Linked DNA regions of Mus musculus: all the other regions are linked to region 1. Evidence: chromatin contacts called from public HiChIP or PLAC-seq data. All regions are on one chromosome and are shown on one strand. The core of a region is the stretch at or near the end of the contact, and the rest is flanking DNA. Distances in the headings are between cores, read along the strand shown. Region 1 has its middle 54 kb from the start of 4930401O12Rik. Region 2 holds the start of Foxq1 (forkhead box Q1). Region 3 has its middle 52 kb from the start of Foxq1. Region 4 holds the start of Foxf2 (forkhead box F2). Region 5 has its middle 26 kb from the start of Foxq1.

What was found. HiChIP or PLAC-seq counts read pairs in DNA pulled down with a chosen protein or histone mark.
Region 2: a contact with region 1 is called in an HNF4G HiChIP or PLAC-seq map of pancreatic cancer cells. The contact joins the promoter of Foxq1 here to the enhancer-like site in region 1. A contact is called at or near these places in 3 of 39 promoter capture datasets (embryonic stem cells, hippocampal neurons and liver), 3 of 484 Hi-C or Micro-C datasets (bone marrow-derived macrophages, embryonic stem cells and rod photoreceptor), 10 of 115 datasets of contacts at active chromatin or transcription factors (craniofacial prominence, embryonic forebrain, embryonic hindbrain and 6 more) and 5 of 9 other capture datasets (adipose tissue, embryonic stem cells, liver and 2 more).
Region 3: a contact with region 1 is called in a FOXA1 HiChIP or PLAC-seq map of pancreatic cancer cells. The contact joins two enhancer-like sites. A contact is called at or near these places in 1 of 15 datasets of contacts at CTCF or cohesin (the NIH/3T3 cell line), 1 of 484 Hi-C or Micro-C datasets (liver) and 1 of 115 datasets of contacts at active chromatin or transcription factors (pancreatic cancer cells).
Region 4: a FOXA1 HiChIP or PLAC-seq map of pancreatic cancer cells shows a contact between it and region 1. The contact joins the promoter of Foxf2 here to the enhancer-like site in region 1. A contact is called at or near these places in 1 of 39 promoter capture datasets (hippocampal neurons), 3 of 15 datasets of contacts at CTCF or cohesin (the NIH/3T3 cell line and large pre-B cells), 8 of 484 Hi-C or Micro-C datasets (the AML12 cell line, the Patski cell line, embryonic fibroblasts and 5 more), 12 of 115 datasets of contacts at active chromatin or transcription factors (bone marrow-derived macrophages, craniofacial prominence, embryonic forebrain and 9 more) and 3 of 9 other capture datasets (adipose tissue, embryonic stem cells and liver).
Region 5: a contact with region 1 is called in a FOXA1 HiChIP or PLAC-seq map of pancreatic cancer cells. The contact joins two enhancer-like sites. A contact is called at or near these places in 1 of 15 datasets of contacts at CTCF or cohesin (the NIH/3T3 cell line) and 2 of 115 datasets of contacts at active chromatin or transcription factors (hepatocytes and pancreatic cancer cells).

The regions. Positions count from the first base shown.
Region 1 is chr13:31,184,794-31,189,514 of GRCm38.p6, reverse strand. No RefSeq gene overlaps it. Among named protein-coding and RNA genes, the nearest start is that of 4930401O12Rik, 54 kb to the left of the region's middle. Within about 2 kb of position 2,129, at least 20 of the 459 cell types and tissues checked have an H3K27ac peak or open chromatin away from gene starts, as enhancers often do. A contact at or near this core is called in pancreatic cancer cells, where this site is marked.
Region 2 is chr13:31,555,281-31,559,473 of GRCm38.p6, reverse strand. It overlaps Foxq1 (forkhead box Q1), which reads right to left and starts at 1,304. Exons shown (of 1, transcript NM_008239.4): 1 at 1-1,304. The coding sequence starts at 557.
Region 3 is chr13:31,503,875-31,507,998 of GRCm38.p6, reverse strand. No RefSeq gene overlaps it. Among named protein-coding and RNA genes, the nearest start is that of Foxq1, 52 kb to the left of the region's middle. Within about 2 kb of position 1,343, at least 45 of the 459 cell types and tissues checked have an H3K27ac peak or open chromatin away from gene starts, as enhancers often do. A contact at or near this core is called in pancreatic cancer cells, where this site is marked.
Region 4 is chr13:31,623,951-31,628,162 of GRCm38.p6, reverse strand. It overlaps Foxf2 (forkhead box F2), which reads right to left and starts at 2,347. Exons shown (of 2, transcript NM_010225.2): 1 at 907-2,347. The coding sequence starts at 2,083.
Region 5 is chr13:31,529,824-31,534,009 of GRCm38.p6, reverse strand. No RefSeq gene overlaps it. Among named protein-coding and RNA genes, the nearest start is that of Foxq1, 26 kb to the left of the region's middle. Within about 2 kb of position 2,664, at least 30 of the 459 cell types and tissues checked have an H3K27ac peak or open chromatin away from gene starts, as enhancers often do. A contact at or near this core is called in pancreatic cancer cells, where this site is marked.

The DNA.
Region 1 (4,721 bases), core at 880-3,379:
GAATGATTCAAAGTGCATATTCTTGCTTTAGAACTTTCATTTTCTTTTATAACAGATGGTTTGCAAACCATGCAACAATATCCATTCTTTCAAGTGTGACAGAGGGGATGACTGTACCCAGCTCTCCTGACTCAGAGTCAAATGCACTTGAAGCAAGATCCCTATAAGTTACCCTAGTTCCCATGGACGTTTCCTTCTCTGGCTGTCTTCCAGGGTGCCTGCCTCTTTGTGGTGAGTGTGGGTGAAAGGGTGAAGGGAAAAGCAAAAGGCTCACAAGAAGTTCTAACAAAGACAGAGAGCTTAAAGGAAAGAGAAAGATTTTGTTGTTGAATTGACAGTTCCTGGGTACTGAAGATAATACAGGAGTTCTTTTCATTGACTGTCATACATACATAGAAAACTACTGATAATCACGAATTTTAAAAACTAAAACTGAAAAAGATTAGAAAACATGGTACGTGCTGCACTTACTGCTTTTTATTGTCGGTGTTGGTGGTGGGTTTTTCACTCAGCAATGTTTTCTTCTTGTTGTGAATGCTCTGATCATGGTGTTTCATAGGAACTGAATAGGTCAATGCAAAGGTGAATTTGGCTTATGATTCTTGGTCTACCTCATTCACTTGAGCTTGTGTGGTCACAGATCTAAAGATGTTTGGTGCTTCCTGCCAAATTGTGCAATTGAGGATAGCATGAGGGTTTCAGGGAGTCTGGATGACTTGCAATACTACATCCTCTAGGAGGCTAACTTCAGGAGAAAGCGAATAAAGCCAGTTCTGAAAGCTGGATTGCTAGAAGTGGAAATTTTTCTACTTCTCAAAATGAAGAGCAGTGAAGCTGGAAAGATGACTAGCTATTAAAAGAACTGTCTGCTTTTCCAGGGTTTGAGTCCCAGAACCCACACAGTAGAGGGCCACTGTTTGTAACTACAGGTCCAGCGAATTTGATTCCCTCTTCTGGCCTCCACGAGTACTGCACACAGGTGGTATGCATAGACATATCACCAAGGCGTACACATAAAGTAAAAATAAATAACTCTCTTTTTTAATTTTTAAAAGGAAGATCACTGCCTTCATGGTGAACTTACCAGCTCCTCATTGGCACTGCTAACCACTCATATAGCTGCAGAGGTCACCTGGGACACTCACAGGGTGGCTGAGCACAGTCAGCATGAACTGAGCTAAGGATTGATACTAGTTAGATGAGATGGAAAAATAGGTTTATTCCAGTTCCATCAGAAGCAAACATACAATGATAACACATTTCAGAAAGTCATCTGGGAGAAGGGGGTGCTATTCCACTCTCAAGCATAGTCCGTTCAAAGCCTGTTTAAACATTTTCCTTGCTCCCATGGACAATAAGAATTTCCCCCCAGAAACTAATGCAATCACTTTGTACTGGAGAAGGCTAAACGTCTAGGAAATGTTCTAATAGTCTGTTATGTTAATCTACACTATTGAGGTGGATTTCTGTTAATCATCTGTGTGGGCAGAACTGTGTTCCAAGTTTCCATGTCATGTGAAGAGGTTTTGATACAAGGCCTTTGGGAGTAACTTGTACAGATGAAGAGATGACAGTATAGTCTTCCCAGTGGGATGGATTAGCATCTTTCTATGATACCAGAGAGAATTTGCTCATGTTATTTTCCTCCCTTATTCTTCCTTCCCTCTCTTCTTGCCCTTATGAGTTTTCATTAAAAAGGAGCTCAAATGTAACTCCAAGGACAGAAACCCCACGAGGACCTGACCCTGCCAACATCTCCATGTTGGGAATTCAGCCTCCAAAACTGTTGGTGTAAGCAAGTGTCTGTGTATTGTTCTGTTATAGCTGTCTCAGTGACTAGACAGTCATATGTAGGGATATGTGTCTAACATATAGGCATAAGTACTGGCGCCTACACATAGCATATAGACATAATAGACAGACTGACAGCCACAGACATAGAGCTAGAACTCAAACTAAGGCCCCTTTGCTCATTTTAAATGTTCCTGTGGAATAAAGAGACTTATAAATCCAAAGCAGGAAATTCTCTGTCCATTCTGGAAAAAAAAAATAGAACAGGGAGTGGCCCAACAATAATACCTTTTCTTTGCCCTCCTAGGGTGTGGGCTGACGTTTGATTTGATTAGGAAACACCCACAAGGAAAGGGTAAACGGTTGAGTAGGTCAACACAATCTTACTTCCTCTCCTTATATAAACTCATTAGCAACATCATTGATTATAGTCATTGCTTACAGTCCTGGATCCCATTTCCTTTTCTGCCCCTGTAGGATAGAGCACTGAGTACAAGGCTGAACTCTGCTCACCAGCTCATCACTTAGAAACGTACAGAATTCTCCCATCATGATCCCTTGGGCTTGTTTGTATCTGTAGTCTGTAAGCAGAAGGCCTGAGAGCCCATGGGCAGTCTTGCTGTATCATCTCATCCTCTGGCCCCCATACAGCTGCCCTTTTGCCTCAAAGTCTCCATTCTTCTCCTCTTCAATGATTCATGTCACACCCTTCTTTTACTGTGAGTAATCTCAATAGGACTGCAGTTATTTTCATCCCTAATAACTTTATGGTGTTTACATAACCTTGCTTTGATACTGCTATTGACTTTGGAGTTGTAATTACTGCTACTAATTGAGAAAACTAGATGACAGATTGAGGCAAATGGACCAACCACTATGTAGGAAATATGCAACGGCCGTCATTAGAAACCAAATGGTACAGAACAATTTTAATTAGACGTGACTAACATCAGCTGCCTCCACTCTCGGGTTATTTTGGCCAGGAGCTCAAAAGGAAGGCAAGTCACATTGTCACATTACCTTGTTTGATCCTGAGCAGGGAGAGATTGTCACAGAGCTCACTGTTCTTTCTCTCTCTCTGTCTCTCTGTCTCTCTGTCTCTCTCTCTGTCTCTGTCTCTCTCTCTCTGTCTCTCTGTCTCTCTCTCTCTCTCTCTCTCTCTCTCTCTGTGTGTGTGTGTGTGTGTGTGTGTGTTATTTTGACTTTAATTTAGAATTAAGCAATGGGACATCTTCTGCTTGTATGAAGAAGTCATTCCAAACAGCTTTGAACCAACCACACAGGAAGGTAAATATCATCACTGAAAGCCTTGGGACTCCCGGGAGAGCTACTCACCTGTCTCACTGATAAAGGCCAACATTCCCTGAATCAAAAGGAACACAGAGGAGGTGTGTTCCAGGCTCTCTCTCTTCCTCTGAGATAGGATTTGCCTTAAAGACTCCATACAATGAGTAAGTGTGGCTGAGTGCCCACTAAAAGACAGTGACCGTTTCAAAGCTTTGTTTTGGAAGTAATTCTCAAAGTCAAGTATAGAAAGCAAGCCAGTGCTAAGAGGTCCCAGCATCAACTTCCATCAGAGCCTAATATTCTTAATATTCTTTCTTCAGCCATTCATCTCTGAATGGTTATATTCAGCAACAGGTACCAGCTCTCTCTCTCTCTCTCTCTCTCTCTCTCTCTCTCTCTCTCTCTCTCTCTCTCTCTCTCTCTCTGGACTTGTCTATGGTCTGTACCCCAAGTCCTTCCTCACAGTATTCCCTGAGCAGCATTCTGCTGAGTATCCACCCCTGGGTCACTGCTCACCCTCCAGACACAGGTGGCAAGAGCCATGAGCCAGCCCTTGCTCCTCCTATTCTTAACATCACTTCTTCAACTCATCAAGGATTAAGATGGCTTTCTGTACTGGCTCTTGCTTGGCTTCTAAATTTTTAGAGCTTTGGAGTATTGTGCTCTGTCTGGTCTTTCCATTCCTGTCAACACCTTCTAAGATGTGACATGCCTCCCTGGTCTCCTGGAGTTTCTGGAATAACCCACTTGCTTGTCCTGCTTTTTCCAGTCCTCCCTGTGACCACCCTTCTGACAGCTGTTTTCCTGCTGGCTGCACGCTTCAGTAGCTCCCACACTATAATACGTCAACCACAGCTGGGGACTGACCGGACATCTGAAGACACTCCAACCTCAACCCCCTTCATCTGCACATTTTTATCAAACAGAATCACACAAGCCTTGTTCTCCCATGGCAGCGCTGGCTATAGAAGCTGCTGGTAGGTTGGTCGCTGCTAGGAGTACAGAATGTGGGTAGGGACCCTGATCTCAACGCTTTCTGGCTTTGTAGTTCTGAAGTTGGCAAACCGCCGAACTTCTCTGCGAACATTTCATTCATTGTACACGAGAGAGTCATCATAATTTGTATGCAATGCTTGTTGGGTGCTCCAAAAATCAAACATCAATGGATGTGCTGAAAGGAACCATTTTATTGAGTCGCAGGGGAAGAGGCTTAGGCCTTCTGTAGAGTTAGAAAGCCACTGAGCAAAAGTAGCTGCAAGTGAAAGGAAAGGTCAGCATTGAGGTTGATGTGTGAAAGGCCACACTCAGCTGTGGATCTGGAAGAAGACTCCGTCTGTTCAAGCAGAGCTGTGAGGAGGCGTGGCCCTGCAGATGATTTTCCCACATTCATTACAGAGCCAGATCTCACCTGCAAGGGGCTGCATGCAGCCATGCCTGCAATTACTCATGCAAGTATGCCTGCCTGCCTAGAGAGGGGATTCCCCACACTGCAGTGTAGATGTTAACTGTCATCCACACTCAAGTGCTTTGAGAATCTCAGAGACCGAAGGGAGTGCTGTTCCTTCTGGATCCAGCAAAACAGCTGGAATGCCATTGTTGGAATGAGCAGGTAGGGGGTCTGCTGGGTAGGTGGATTATGAGTG
Region 2 (4,193 bases), core at 55-2,554, 370 kb before region 1:
TTGCCCCAGGGCCGCGAGGGGTCGCGCAGCACCTTGACGAAACAGTCGTTGAGCGAGAGGTTGTGGCGCACGGAGTTGCGCCAGCCCGTGTAGCTGCCCCGGAAAAAGGGGAACTTGCCCATGAGGTACTCGTTGATCTCGGCCAGTGTCAGGCGTCCGCCCGCGGAGTCGCGGATGGCCATGGCGATGAGAGCGATGTAGGAGTATGGGGGCTTGGGCCGCCGCGTGTACGGCTTGCTGCGCGCGCCCTCGCCGCCGCCCACGCCGCCCGCGCACGGCCCTGCCGCGGAGGCCTGCGTTCTGCTGTCATCAGTTGCCTCCGGACCGTCTTGGGCGCTCGGCCCGCCACTCGAATTCCTCTCGCCGCCGCCACCTTCCAGATCCCCGGCGCCGCTGCCCGCCGCCGGGCTGTTGGCTGCACAGTCCCCGTCTGAGCCTAAGGAGTCGTCACCAGCCGCGGACAGTGGAGATGGCACGTCGCTGCTGCCGGCCCCCTCCAGATCGCTGCCCATTTTGTCCCCGTGGGCTGCGCGTGGGACGAACACCTCCAATTTCATGCCGGCGCTGGTGCTTCCAGTCCGGCACAGTTACCCCTTTCCTGCGAGGTCGTAGGAAGCGAGTGGCGCCCGGAGTGGCGATCCCGTGGCCCGCTGAGTCTGTCTTCTCCTGGGAGGGACCGCTCCTGCGTCTTTCCGAGAGAGACGCTTTTCCGAAAGGTTCTCCTCCGCTGGGATTTTTTTTGGGAGGGGTTTTGATTGTTGGGTGAAGTGAGGAGTGGAGTGATAGAAGTTGGTGCAGTGCTGTCCTTACTCCGAGGTTTAGAGACTTTGAGCGGAAGACAAGCGAGGAATGAGGGGCCACCCTGCGAAGCGGGGGCCAGGACACACCAGCCTTAGGATTTCGTGCTGGGAGGACCGAGCCGGCGCTTATGCTATCGGTCTGGGCGTCCAAAAGTGTTCCTTCGCTGGATGTCTAGGTCTCAGGCACCGACCTGACGTCTGCTGGCGCACCCGCTACTTTTGAGGATAGGACGTCTTCAGCCTCGAGAGCCCATAGAAAGGAGTCTTCGAGGCCGCCGCACCCGCAGCCGCCTTGCCACCCCCGGCTTCCCGGGCAGCATGTCCGCGCTGGCCGGCCGCAGCAGAATCTCGCCTCCACCTTCGGTCCGGCCCAATATAACCCTGCGGCGGCTCCGCGCGGGCGGGGCCTGGGCGCCCACGGCCAGGGGGTGGGGGAACTAGGTGGCCGAGGTGGCCGCGGCTCCCCCCAAGGCGTTCATCAGGCCGAGGCCACGCGGCGGCGCGGCCACAGAGTCTCCGCGGGCGCAGGTTGTTTGTTTTGGGTCTGGCCGGCCCCGCCCTTTCGGTCTCGCCAATGGGGAGCGAGCGCACGGCTAGGGTGTGCGCGCGAGTGTGCGCGCCTGTGCGGCTGCCCCGCCCGCCCCGCTGCGCAGGTAGGAGCTTCTGGCTTCCCGCGGCCACCGAGTGGGTTTCTGCGCCCCCCGGACTCACCAAGACGATTGCTCTCCTATACCTGGTAGAGCTGACACTTTTTGGACGCTCCAGAGAGACACCTAAAAGGGCTTAGGCCGAGGGACTGGTTGCATAGGTCTGGCCGCCGTCCTGAGCTGCGCGCTGCGTGCAGCCTGCGGATTTTTTTGGCAAGGAGAGCCAATATTCTTAGGAAAGGAAATCCCTGGTGATAATTGAATCGCTGAACTGCAGACACCCCGTGGAACAGCCTTTGCATTGACCTCTTTCGTGCCCTTCCTCTTACTTCCTCTCTATGGCCAACTTTACCCCTTGTAACAAGTAAAAACCACGAGCTTGAAATTCTATGATTCTTTTTGGTTGATCGTGCCTCTTGTTTCTTAGCCGGCTTCCGACTTTCACTTTTATTTTGTCATACCTGGCTGGAGGCTCTGGGGGGAAGGAGGCAACGCCCCATACTTTTACCGGGAGGCCGCTTTGCAAGAGAGGTGCCCGGCTCTGCCTGCCTTGAGTCCCTTCCGAAGTCTTGTGACGTGGGCTTTGCCCACAGCCATGCAGTGCCCGGGTCTAGCAATCAACAAGAATCACGGGAGGATGTGTGTTCCTTGGGGCATGAGGCAAAGGCAAGGCGTGTTTATCGCTATTTGTCTGCAACTGTGCTCTAGAACTTGCCTTGGCTTTAGTGGCACGGGTGTCAAACAGGAAAGGAGGCCTCTTCTGCAACTCCTCCGACTCCCTGACAACTCTGTGTCAGTTCTCCAAGGAAAGGGGCCTTGCACTAGGAAGGGTGCACTTTTGACCCTATGCCTACCACGCCAGCTTCCTCCTTCTTCCTGCTTTTGTTGCGAATAATGTTGAGGCTGCGACTATGTGGGAGAGCATGTTTGAAGTTTATTTTATTACTTTCCACCATTTGTGTGGAAAGCATACACAAGCTTCTCTTCTCTTAAGTCAAGAAGCCGTAAAGGCGCTCAGAATGCAGTGGGCATCTTGACAGCCAGCAGGAATCTGATGTTTTGTAGTATGCAGGGAGTAACTGTTTACCACGTGGTGCGTTCCTCCAGCCTCGAAAAACAGCCTCTTTCAAGGGGTTCCTCTTAGCTCCTGCCCGCAAATGGATGGTCCCTAGGTCCTGGCCAGGGGAGTGCGTTGGGATGAGAATTAGCCCAGTGCAAGGTGACAAAGCATTGATTTGGCCAGGGATAAAAGACATTGTTAATGAAGGTTGTCCTTATTTGAACTCAGCGTGCCTGTTTTATGGAGGAGATACATTTAGGAGGGTTAAGACTCAATAGGCAATAGGCAATAGGGAGATTCCAGGCCTAGGAACACCAGTGGCTGCTAATCCACTCACTGCCAGTCCACCTCACTGCCAGTCCCGCACTTCATCCGTCACCACCTCTCACTAGCTGCAGCAGATACTCTCCTTACCTTGATCTTGGTTAGGCGAGGAAATGCCTATTCCTCGTCCCTATTAAGCTGACTGTTGGGTTTGGAGCTTGTGATGGGGGAGGAGAGGAGGATGGAGAATTCTCAGCTGGGGTGAGGGTGGGGCAACTCTTTCTACTTTGAGAGTTCTTTGGGAGGTTGGAATGGCTAGGTAAGATACTACCCATGGACCACTACGACGACTTCGGAGAGGAAGACCCCAGGAGGAAAATGGCTGGGTCCAGCTATCTGGGAAGGGGAAGAGGAACCTGGGAACTAGGATACAGACTCCATCAAGATGGAGTCTTGTCTTTATTTCTTGGCTGTATATCCTATTCTTGCCCCATCGATACCATGTGCTGAGAAAAAAGTTTGTCTTAAGTTAAAAATCACAAATAAAACTCTTCTATGCGGTTGCAGTTGATTTGACTGTTTTGAGCTGATGTTTTGTGTCTGGAGAATTCATTCACCTTCTATGGATGATAAAGGAAAACAGCAAGAAGAGAAGAAGAAAGATGTCTGTTTTCCGAATCTCTATCCCCACACCCTTGAGGTTGGGGTTTCCAAGTTTAAAAGAACAGACACCAACTCCTCGTCCCCAATCTCCAGTTTCTTCACAAATTCCCCCCCCCCCCCATTTTTTTTGATGATGTCTCCTTTAGCTTTGTCTTTGGGGATTCTGATAATTGATGGATTGATAAGTGCCTGTGGGTGGTGCCTGACCAAGTAGCTGAGGTTGCGAAAGGCTTACTAGCTACTTCTCTTGCCCTTTAATTTTCAGGGAGATGAGTAGCTGAGCTATGTGGAGGAAACACTCAGATCTCTGTGACCTTCTTTCCTCCCTGAAGTGGGTTTTATGAAGAGAGAAGTGAAGCTGTGGACGGCAACAGAAACTTACCTGTGGACACTGTTCTTTTCTTAGTGGGGTAGTGTTTTCCTGCCCCGTTCCTAAACATTAATCTAGAAAAGAAAGAAACTAATCTGTCTCAGGTGACTGTGTAGACTAGAATAGACTCCTATCGGAAATGCTGACAACGTGTTCTATATATTAGACTAATGAACATACTTGTAGTAAGAAGACCATAGAACCGTCCAAATGTCTTCTCTCTTCACCATCTTTAGGCATGCCACCCTGCCTCTTGTATTCTATGAGCCCCACTGTCTAGAAGTTGGGTTCACTTAGCTCAGTAATTCTTCTGGTTTGGTGGATCCTCAAGCCAGCAGTATGGAAATGGCTGGGTGTCTTTCCTTATTAACCTTTGGCAGTAGTCAATT
Region 3 (4,124 bases), core at 94-2,593, 320 kb before region 1:
CAAACATCATGACCAAGAAGCAGTTGAGGAGGGAAGGGTTTATTCAGCATACATTTCCACACTGCTGTTACCACCAAAGAAAGTCAGAAAGCAGGAGCTGATGCAGAGGCCATGGGCGGATGTTCTTTACTGTCTTGCTTCCCCTGGCTTGCTCAGTCTGCTCTCTTATAGAACCCAAGACTAGCAGCCCAGAGATGGCACCACCCACAAGGGGATCTTCCCCTTTGATCACTAATTGAGAAAATGCCTTACAGCTGGATCTCATGGAGGCATCTCCCCAGCTGAAGCTCCTTTCTCTGTGATAATTCCAGCCTGTGTCAAGTTGACACAAAACTAGCCAGTAGAGCCAGTACAGGGACCAAGTTTATACTTAAGGCCACATGCCTCCTTTCCTTCCGACTAACTCAAGTGACATCTTTGCCAGGAGTCACCAAACTCCACTGGTGTCTTATTTGTTTAAAGTCCTTGTATTTAGTTTTCTTTTCTTTCTTTCTTTCTTTTTTTTTTTTTTTTTTTTTTTTTTTTTTTTTTTTTTTTTTTTTTTTTTGTTTTTCGAGGCTGGGTTTCTCTGCATAGCCCTGGTTGTCCTGGAACTCACTTTGTAGACCAGGCTGGCCTCAAACTCAGAAATCCACCTGCCTCTGCCTCCCAAGTGCTGGGATTAAAGGCGTGCACCACCACCGCCCAGCTGTATTTTTGTTGTATTTAGTTTTCTATTAGTACGTTATTTTCTAACCAAGACATCTGCCTGGGAGTACAAATTAAGGATGGAGAGAGCTCAGTATTGAGAAAGCACTGGCCTCAATGTCCAGTGTCAGAAAAAAAAGAAAGAAAGAAAAATTATCATAACCTCACTTCTTTAACAGAGGGTTGAGAACAAAACCCCACACCTCATCAATCGTGAACATTCTACTGACAGCCAATGAAAAGATGATCTATTCATCCTCAAAATTTCACCAACAGATTACTTAAGAAGCCAGAATTTCCAGTTCAGCACGGGACTTCCCACAGATTCTATCCAGACGCTGCCTCTGTGCACTATGTAAACAGCAAACGATAAGGAAGAGAAACAGTTCCTCTTTCCTTGTTGAGCAACCAAGCAACGCAAAAAGTGATGATTTTTGTTTAGAAAGAAAATAAAAGAGAGTGGCATTTGGGCAGGGAATGATGTGAGAGTTGCCCAAGTCCCCTCTGCATTCCAACCTGGGCTCCTATGTCCAGCTCTAGATCACTGGCCATGGCTTTTGTGGCAGTTCTCTGCCAGGTCAGCCCACTGTTGAGGCCAGAGAACCTGATTGTACATGGAAACCCTTTGGCAAACCGCAAGTTTCTGCAGGCCACACCCAGGGAGGCAGCGGGAGCTGGTGAACAGGAGACCAGACCGAACACTGTAATAACACAATGCAGTGTGTAATTAAGCAATTCCTGTGATCTCAGACCAAGGATGTTTGTTATTGTTTTGACCTTCTTCACCTATGTGTCAGCTGGAGGCCTGGCTAAAGCTGTCCTAACGCTGAATCTACACAAACAACTCCCTCTCACCCTCAGCTCACCTTTCTGGTACAGAGCCAAGAGTTCTCTGCTACTTTATACACAGAGGCTCAGAACAAGGTGCCTGGGTTCCGTGGCTACTGCCATCTATTCTATTGTCTCTGATTCCAGGCCAGGCATAGAAAAAGCAGAGGTGAGCATGGCATGCCAGCTCCGGGGTGGACTCTTGGATTCACACCCTAGCTCTTCCACTTGGCTGTGTGACCTCACCTGTTCAAGCTTCTTGACCTCTCTGAGCCTTCATTTCTCTGGCATGTTATAAAGGAGTTGATATTGATGCCTCCATCATAGTATTACTCTACAGTCGTGTGTGATGCTCTACAGCAAGAATCATAAAGTCTTCTGCTGACACTGGGCTTCAGCTCTTCCAGATAAGTAACTGAACTGTGTTTGGATGTAACAAACTTCACCATACAGACTTATTTTCAAAATGGAGTCCTGGCTGTTGCCTCCTACACAGAAGGACAGATCTGTGCATCCCGGAGGCACGGAACACAGAAGGAAGTGGATGGAATTCAGGGAGCCCCGGTACCTATACTTTTTGAACTTTCTCCTTGTTCACAGCATTTGAGCCTTGGTAGGCTGAGCTACTGGGAACTCTGGTGGAATCTGCTCAGGTCTTAAGGACACTCTCTGTGTCTTTGTGTAGGGAGGGGAAGTGGTTCTAGGATTCCCGTGGACACCAAACCTTCTAGAAAATGACATAGTTTGGGAAACTCACACACTTTACTTCCCGTCTTGCTTGTCACTCATCTCCGTATCGGTGAAAAGCAAGGGAACAACACTTAACCTGAATTGCATTGGAGTGCAGGCTGAGAAAGACTGCGCATGCGTGGGACAGAGGCATTTTTCTTCTCTTCAGTGGTTTTGATCTGGGGTTTGGGGGAGCCTTGAGTGTGGTTGGGCCCTTTGATGTGGAGTACTGATTCTGTTCTTACCGTCATCACCTGCTAACTTTTCTGGCATTTGAGGAGGCAGCAAAGCATCGGTGTTCATGGCGAGAATCTGGCTTTGCTCCATATTTTGCAGCCTGACCTTCCTTGAGCTAATTTGTCCCTCGGTTTCCTGCTCTATGAGACAGAGATAAGTGACCAAGTGACAAAGCTCCTGGAGATTGGAGGTTGGTGAAGCTCCTTAGGCAACAGAGCGGCCATTCCTACGGAGCATCAAGTCGGTCAGCTCTGCATCTTAGTGTCAGTGCTCACTAATCTAGCCAGTGCGCACAGAGTTTAGGAACTGTGCAGGGCAGAGCTCTGCATTCTGAGGGAGAGGACCTATACCAGGAGATACGTACGCTGGAAACCAGAGCAGCTATTACTTATGGAGTGGAGAGAACGATCAGATTCGCAAGCGTCTGAGACGCTTCTGGATTTTGTTTTCCAGTGGTTGGGTCTGTATCCTGGCTTTCGAACATGCTAGGCAATTAAACTATACGCCGGACAAGAAAGTTCTCTTTAAAGGAAAGGGTATGAAGTTACAGTGCAGGGCTGGGGTGGGGGTGGGGTTCAATTTGCCATTCTTTCAGATGAGGAGGCCCACTCACAGGGCTACATATAACACAGAGTTTGAGGTTTGAACCCCCAAGTCCAGTGCTCTGATTTGGCCTCTGGGCCACTGTTTTTATTTTATTTTATTTTATTTTATTTTTTATTTTATTTTATTTTTTTGTCTTTTGGTTTTGTTGTTGTTTTTCTCATTTAAGATACCACACTTTCCTAGCCTTGCTATTTATTGCCTGCTTCCACCTGACCCAGGGGAATTGATTTCCTGGTCTGTGAATAAAGCTCCCCCCTCCCCCACCTGGCCTGGGATCATGGTTTCTCAGCTTCACAGAGGTACAAGCACCAGGGGCAATCAGTATACCCTGTACTGATTCTCTGTCTGTGCAGGCAGTGGCAGTGACCATGGCTCTCGGGTATGTGACGAAGCCACAGAAACCACACTGGACTGTGTTGCTGAGCGAAGACAATGCTTTGAACTTAGAAGGTGCTTACCAGCGCACAGCACAGCGGTCTCCAGCTTCTGGATCGGCTTGCTCTGTGTTTACAATTCTTTTTTTTTTTTTTTTTTTTGGGTTTTTTGGTTTTTCGAGACAGGGTTTCTCTGTATAGCCCTGGCTGTCCTGGAGCTCACTTTGTAGACCAGGCTGGCCTCGAACTCAGAAATCCGCCTGCCTCTGCCTCCCGAGTGCTGGGATTAAAGGCGTGCGCCACCACGCCCGGCTTCTTGGGGCCTCAGACCCTTTTTTTTTTTTTTTTTTTTTTTTTTTTTTTTTTTTGTGTTTACAATTCTTGCCTCTGGCCCGGAAAACCTCTAGTCCTGCCTTGCAGCTCTCCACGGCCGATGATCTCAGGTTCTCCTGTCACATAGGGATCACGTCAATGCCTGTTTATCACAGGACGCTGTTGGGAGAGACACGTGAAAACACCAAAGTTCACTAAGTCCCTAAAGCTGCTGGGTGGTGTAACTAACTCGGCCCTCATCGCTGCACCTAAATCCACTCCAACCATGGCTGATGTTTGCTCTCCTGAAGAACGTGCAACAGCTGTTGCTCACAGGGTAGCGCATCAGGT
Region 4 (4,212 bases), core at 1,098-3,597, 440 kb before region 1:
ACCCTGGGGCAGGGAGGGAGGAGATTAATCAGGGTTTATCTCTATTCTGTAGATAAAGCCATACAAACACAAAATTCTCTCCTGCACTCCCCTCCTCTCCCTACACCAGCCAACCACTTTTCACAAGTCAATAAATTTTCATAATCTGCAACCCACACAATATAAACCAACCACACTGCAAGTGGCCTCTGGGCACATTTCCTCGGGGGAAGGGATCACACCAGGGTGCCTACGCCCTGATGCCCAGGACAAACTTGAGTCAATTACTTAGATCTACAGTACGTGTGTGTGTGTGTGTGTGTGTGTGTGTGTGTGTGTGTGTCCAAGATTCCTCAACACTTTGGTGCCTCCTATCGCTAGCGAAGCCCTTGGGATTCTGCTCTGCTTTTCTCTCTCTCCTTCCCTACCATCTCCTATCATTACCTGCTCAGGTAAGAACTCTTCCTCCCTTGCTCTGCTTCATACAGAACCGCTCCCTTTCTGTCATCTCCTTTAGGAACTAAAGCCGAGCAAAATGGACTTTGAAAAGAGTAGGAAGAAACGAAATGATCCAGACTCAATTCCTCGACCAAGGTCTCCAAAGGTCACAGGCCTTCTTTCAGAGCTGAGTCTGACCTAATTGGGAGAAAGTCCACAGTGTCCTAATGAAGGCCAAGAGACTTAGGACTTGGCACCACCCTTCTCCAATTTGGGAATTCTGGGGCCCACCAACAGGCCCAGAGCATTAGAGAAGGGTACAAGATCAAATCCCCTTCTCTCACTTAGGAATAGGGAACCGAATCCCCACCCCACCCCCAGCATTCTAGTTCTGAAGACCCCAGCGTTGAGGACCAAGGGTGCAGTAGCCCTGGCCCTCAGAGGCTCTCAGAGGCTCCGCTTGCAGCCAGCCTTGGCGCTCTTTATTACCTGAGAGATCCTCGCGGGCGTTCTGGTGCAAGTAGCTCTGCTCCAACGAGTAGGAAGACATGCTGGGGTGCAGACCAGCAGAGGCCGCGGGATTACTGCTTGGCGTCAGGGCAGGCGGCTGCTTGAGGTAAGGTGAAGCGCCAGGCGAGCTCCAATGTGCCGCAGGGCTAGTGTAGGGCGAGTGACACTCAATGGCGCTTGCCATAGCCGGGGATGAGGGCACAGGGCTGCTGCTGCTGTCCGGCCCATAGTCCCCGCCGCCACCGCCGCCACCCGCTGCCGCACCGACGCCCGCAGGACCTGCGGGCACCGGGCAGCTGGCCATATAGGTGGAGCCCGGGTTGGGCGACATGTGGGGGACGTGGTGGTGGTGGAGGTGGTGTGGATGCGCGTGGCCCGGAGCACCCGCCCCTGTATCATAGCCCGCGGGCATCATGTCGAGGCCACCATAACCGCCTTGACCGTGGCAACCCAGAGGCGCCGACGGGGGCGCTTGGAAGTCGAAGCCCTGGGGCAGCAGCGAGGCCCCGAAGCCCAAGCCGCTCACCACGCGATGGTACATGGGTTTGAGAGCCTGGCACTTCCGCCTGAAGCCGCGCGGCCGGCGGCGGAACGAACCCTCCTCAAACATGAATTCGCTGGCCGGGTCGATGGTCCAGTAGTGGCCCTTACCAGGTCTCCCGAGGCCCTTGGGCAGCTTGATGAAGCACTCGTTGAGCGAGAGGTTGTGGCGCACGGAGTTCTTCCAGCCCTGGTAGGCGCCACGGAAAAAGGGGAAGCGCGCCTGTAGGAACTGGTAGATCTCACTGAGCGTCAGGCGCTTGCTGGGCGAGCTCTGGATGGCCATGACGATGAGCGCGATGTACGAGTAAGGAGGCTTCTCCGGCCGCCGCAGCCCCGAGGTTGCCTTCTTGGTGCCTCCACTCCCGGCGCCCGCGCCGCCGCTGCTAGCCGCACTCTTGCAAGCACCGGCCGAGGCGCTGACGGAGTTAGAAGAGGACGAGGCACAGGAGGCAGAGGATGATGATGACGACGACGAAGTGGACTCCAGGGTGGCGGCGGGTGGCGGGCTCATCAAGGCGGCCTGGAGCGCGCCGGGCGCCGGGCTGCACGCGCGGCGGAGTGGGGCAGGCGGCGGGCGCGGCGGGGGTGGCGGAGGCCCGCCCTCGGTGCTCATCTGGGAATCGGGAACGAGGCCGGGCCTGGGGGGCGGACCCCGGACCGGGATCGGCGGCGCCGGAGCCGGGTCGGTCCACAAATCGGGCGAGTGCCCTACTGCGCCGGCCGCGCTGCAGCCCGGGCCACTGCGGGCCAGCGCTTCGGCGTCGCCTCCCTCAGCTCCTCTGGGGCTTCGGGCGGCGGCGGCGGCGGCGGGTCGGAGGCAACGCCCCGCGCATCCCTCTTCCGAGCCTCCGGCCGGCTCCTTGCGCAACCGTCTCCTAAGCCACTGAGGCGACGCTGCCCAGAGCTGGACAGCTGCGCCCTCGAGCCAAGACCTCAGCCCGGACCCCGGGGACTAGCCCGTCGTCTTCTTTCAGGAGTGCTCTTCTCTCTGTCTCTTGGACTTCCTCCCTGGCGCGCCCTCCCCGCGGCAGCTTCGCTCCCTCCCTCCCTCGCTCCCTCCCTCCACCCCACCCCGCCCTGCCCCCTCCTTGCTCCGCGCCGCCCGCCACGGGGAGGGCGCACAGGGCTCGCGTCACTCCTCCCCCTCTGGACCTGGCGGCGGGCTCCTGCTCTTATCGCCTCCCGGACTCTCCGGGGTCCTGCTGGCACTACTAATTCCTCTCGGGGCTCTTTCCCTTTCCCAGTCTGTCCTCTTCAAAGCCGCAGATACACCCGCATTCAGCAGGGAGAACTCCCAACCTTGGCCAGACTCGATTACTCCTAACTTCAGCAATTCATTCTCTGTTCCTTCCAGCAGCCCGTATCCTATCCCAGAAGTGCCCCCAACCTAGCGATCCGTGCCCGGACACACCCTGCCCCTCCTCCACCCCCGCCGGACCCTGTGGGGGCTGAGTCTTGGGGAGACTGTGCCCTGGAAGAGCTTCCTTAGCCACGGTCCCCAGTGCCCGAACTGACACCATCTGTCAACTTCATTTAGGCAGTGCTGCCCTCAGCCACACGCCAGGGTGCCAGACGTCCCAAGGTAACGTGCCAACTCCGGGTCTCTCTCTCTCTCTCTCTCTCTCTCTCTCTCTCTCTCTCTCTCTCTCTGGCTGGACATGCAGGCTTCTGAGAGGTCACAGCAGAGGGCAAACACTGGACGCCCTTGAGCTGTGCCCGGGGCAGTTATGAACAGATTGTCAGCTGAGCAAGGGGTTTGGGTGGAGAAACCTGGGGCCACCTCTTAGACACTCTTTTGAGTCGAATGGATTCGGTTTTTTATTTGCTTCCATTTTCCACTGACTTGTCATTTCCACTTCATGCTGAGAGAGAGCAAGAGAGACCCTGAGTAAGGAGATAGTTGTATTTATTATCAACAAGGAAGGTCTGCACAGCTGCCAGTGGGTTTACAGCGTCTGTCTTCCGGTGCACCCCCCCCCCACTCCCTATGTTCCGTGGCCCAGCTCCCTCCATTCGAGAACACTCCTCCAGTTGTGGCTTATTCCTCTAAGTAAGAGTCGGCTCAGAGAGAGATGGCCCTCGGGAGAAATCATTCCAATGAGACCCGACAGTTAGTTATTGGATTACACGTGCGGGGAAATGTAGTCTGACCCCGGACAGGGGCTGCAAAGCGAGTTGCAAGCTGAAGGAGGCCTGACCACACCAGGGCTGGTGGCCTGGCCCAGAGGGAAGGAGATGCCCATCAGAGTAGCAAATGGTAGGCACAGCACTGCGCCAGCCCTGAGAGGACTGGGTTTGTGTTGTGTACGCAGAAAGCCTGGGAAGATGGGAGACAAGGCAGAGAGGAGAGTGCAGGGCCCAGTAAAGATGCTACAAAGAGCCTGGTTGAGCAAGTGGGGTCTGGCCTCCTGGGGGTGGGGGAGCCTGCACCAGCTCTGTGCCCTAGTGCATGGGGACTGCCCCTGATGGAGACTGTTGGTGGGTCTGAGGAACAGAGGAAAGGGCGGGTGCAGGGGGGGGGGGAGGGGGCTGGCCCCAGACAGTGACCTGGAGTTGAGTGGAAGCAGGCTTTTTCCATCAAACCCTGCCTGGATACCACACACAGAGCCCGAGTGTCAGTTTACTGCCCTGAGCCCGGCTCCTTTTCCCTAAGCTCCACAGTAATTAGACAAAGAAAACCTAAATTAGCTGAACAGGCGTCGACAGCTTCCTCCAGAGCACCCCTGGTACCTACATGGGAAT
Region 5 (4,186 bases), core at 1,415-3,914, 340 kb before region 1:
GCACCACCACTGGCATGAAACATTTTGGGGTCCTGTGTAGAAGGTTGAGGGACTGTGAGTAGTCACTGCAGGAAGGAGAGAGGCCTGAGGCAGAGCAGGATGCAGGTGAAGGTGGTGTGGCTGCAGCATCACCTTTAGCCTTGGCCTTTTTCTTGTGTCTGGGAGGGAGTGAAACACCAGGCTAGGAGGTCAGCAATCTGACTTTTGCCTTCTTCCTGTGTTCTGGCAAGTTTGGCCTCAACTTTTTTGCTTCCCCAGCCCACCGCCCAGTTAGGGGTACTGCGGCCATTGCACACAGCTGAAGTCCACATTGTTCCATTCCCAGAGTAACTGGCTTCAGGGCTCCCAAAGGAGCAGACTGCCTGGGAGAGGCCCTCTGACTCTCAGCAGGGGATGTCTGGAGCAGGTCCTTAACCTTTTCAGCAGGCAGGTCACTTTAGAACCTGATAAACACGGGAAACTTCTGCTTATAAAGCACTGTGTACATTCACAAGACCATTGTCAGCCACCTTTTGTCTTTAGCAGACGAGGAAGCCTTGTTTAATGCTCAGAGGATCCTAAAAGCTAGAATTCAAAGGCAGAAATGAACCCACTTGGAGAAGTTCTCCTTGCCTGTTTGTTTTAGGTTTCCCAAAATTTGCCTCTTCATTATTTCTGTTAAATGCCTTGCAATTTCTCCTCTTTCCTGGGGCTGTTTATAATTAACACCGCTGTCTGACACTTGATTGTATGGAGTGTCAAAGCACCTCTGTCACTAGTGCTGTAGGCCCCTGCTGGGCTGTCTGGACTGGAGAGTTCCACAGTGGTCTGTGGGCTGGTTCTTCCTGCTAGCCTTGCGGCTCTGGATTTTTCCTGAGCTTTCTGCTTTATCAATCACCACGTCTGTGCTTGTATCTGTATACTAAAGATCCTAATACCTCCACCCATGGATGGTTTATGTGTATGTTCAGCACGTGGTATGGAACAGAGATGTATTTTTATTATTAAGTGCTTGTTTGATTCTGAAAGCCTATTTATTATTTAATCTAGATGTGAGGTCGGGGTACAGCCTTCTTCTCAGTATCTAGAACATATGGCTAACTGGCAACGCAGTGCTTCCCTACTCCCGAGTCACACACTGTAGATGCTCAGTGCAGACTTAGAATCCAGCATTGGCTCTGCAGCAAAACTATTGTGGCTTGTTCTGAGCATCCTACAAGTGGCATCTCACTCTGTTGCTTGAGTGGCACAGATGTGAGCATTCTATGCCCATTTCTGCTGTGAGAACAGCCAGTAGTTGGAAGGACCATATAGAAATTTGTCTCCTTCTGCTAAAATACTGTCCTGCTTTAACATCTAGAAAAAAAAAAACAAAATCTGATAGAGACTTAGAATTTTTGCATGAATCTCAGCAAGCATTCATGTTCAGTCTGGACTACTTCAGTGTGATTTCATGTTACCCACTTACTGCCATATTTTGTGTTACAATGAGTGAAAAGGGCCCTTAGGAGCAAGTAATGACTATATCCACAGTGATTACTGTGACTCATAAATTTACATTTAAACACTTACAATGTAATACACAGTAAGAATTTAGATTTTAAGTACAGATTAACTGTGTTACATAAAATCCTGAGAAAAGTTCTGTGGCTATTGTCTGGGGACCTGAGAGCAGGGCCTTTTGTGGCTTCCTTCCTTTAAGAGTGTAGGTGTTCTGGAACTTAAGGTAGTTTGCTTAGAACAACAATGTTTTACAAAATTTTTGCTTCCAGCATTCAGGAAGCAGAAGGCACTGGCGACCGAGATTCACAGAGTTTCCGAGAGTCAGCTTCAAGTGATCTGAGTTGTGGCCAAAGAGGGCTCTGTGTCCTCCCAGAATACCCTGATCTTCTGATCTGTGTTAGAAATAGCAGGAATTGTGTGGGGGAGGAAACCCTACTAAATGCAGTCAGTCATTTGAAAAAAAAATGTGCCTTGTCATTAGCGGGGAGAGTGTGTCGTTGTGACTGTTTCTATTGCTTCAGCAAAGAGACAGATGCCCTGGCTGGTAGAGTTCTGGGTTCTGTGTGGGCCAGAAGATTGATGGAGTTTTCATTAGTATTTAATGGTGCAGAACAAAAGCCAGAAATAGGCCCTGAGAAACCAGAACAGAAACGAGACGGATTGGACCGTTTGCTTATTCAGCTGCAAAATGTCCTGCCTTCTATTGTGGTCACCCCCCACCCAGGGCGAAATGTGGTGTGGAGGACAGGAATGCCCCAGACTGCGGAGTAGCCTCTGTTGTCCCACTAATCAGCATGACTCGGCAGATGACAAATATTTAATTTAGGGAAAAAGCAGTAGTCCACAGTGTTACTGATATCAGGCAGCAACAAGATTAGTAACAATCCTTCCTGGTAGTAGCTAGAAGCCCAAATTAACAATGGGCCCAACCCAAAACATTTGTCCCCCCCCTCCCCCCCAACAAGGTGAAAGGAAACAACCCAGACTGACTATGGTTGTGCCTCTAAGCCGGAAAGACCTAGGCTCCTGCTTTCTGGTCTACTTCCCATATATCCCAATCCAGATTGGATGCTTGAGCTACAGTCAACTTGTCCACATTCCAGACAGCAGGAGGGGAAAACAGATAAGAGCAGAGTATCGGATTTTTGTACAGAATATTTCCCAGGGTTCGCAGTCAACAGTCCTTTGTTTATCTTAAACATGAGTTGGGCAACTGCTCTTAAGGTTACTGTCCTTGTTTGCATATCTCTGTGTCACTCCACCGCGTATCTCCTCATTCATCTGCTTAATTCATTTAACTAACTATGAATAGACTTCTTTCCCCAGGTGAGCTGTAAGAGGCACAAGTCAGATGTCTTTGCTGCTTTGGTGTGGGCTACTCCAACTAAACACCATACCCAGTGGCCTATTAACAAGAGAGTTGTATTGCCCAGAACCCTAAGGCTCGTTACAGTGTGGTCTATGTCCAGTACAGTGAGGGCTTGCTCCCCAATATACAGGCTGCCTTCTTCTTTTCACAGAATGGAAAGAAGGCATGAGAGCTCACTAGAGTCCCTATTATAAGGCTCAACTAGTAAGGTTCCATTCTCATGACTATCACCTCCCAAGGTGGCCTTCCCTGATATCACCTCAATGAAGACTAGCAAGTTAGTAACATGGATTTTAGGGTACTGCAGACATCTTGTCCAGAGCCCCCTTCATGGGAAACAACTTCTGGGTGAGATTCAACAGTATGCAAATGTGTGTTTAGTAGTTCATAACACATGCTCTGAGCAAACATTCCAGGTTTGGCTCCATGACAGATGATTGGATGGACAAACGGAACCAGTCTTTTCAAAAGTAGCTTAGCAAGGTCCCCACAGGGACTCATGTCCCAGCTTTAGGACCCAAAGCATAAAATCATTAGAGGCATTCTTAAAGGAACAACCTGTTAGCCTGTTTCTAGAGGTGACAGGTGAGAAAGTTCCTGCAGCCACACTGAGCTATCCTTAGCCTGTCTGCTGATGTGCAGGTTTCCCTGGGTGGTGAATGTGTCCAAAGCAATATTCATAACACATTATTCTTAACACAATAAGAATAATAAGCAATAAGAATAAGCAATATTCTTAACACATTAAGAACAAGTCTCTTACTGTTAGAGTTAATAAGCCTCATGTTTCTGGATACAGGAGTGAGTGAGGTCCTGTTCAAGTCTGACTAGTGCATGCTGGCTGTTATGTTCAGAGTCTGGTGTGAGGAATCAAGAAGGGAGAATCATCCATGAATCCTTGAAGATACTGTGGGCATAAATGTGTATAGCTTCCGTGAAGTGTGTAATCAGTGTGAGATTGGAACATCCAAGAAGGAGTGGCCTGGCAGGTGGGGAAAGGACACACTGTCATTTCTAACCAGATACAGGGGGATGAGAGGCAGGCCAGCTCTGAGCCTGGACAATAGCATCTCCTTTGGGTTATGATTATACTGGGATCGTGTAGATGGTTCCAGAAGATGTGAACCGGTGTGTAGGAACATGAAGCAGAGGGTCTTACCTTTCACGGAAGGGGACTTACGAATTTTGTTTTGAAGCATTTAAAGGAAGTTTTCAAGACTTATGGCCAAATACAGAAGTTATGAACAGAAGCCCTGCGGTGGGTTTTCTGGGTTATTCTATGAAGTCTAGGCTTGATGCTAATCAATCCTGGTGATCCAGAGCTTGGGCTCAAAT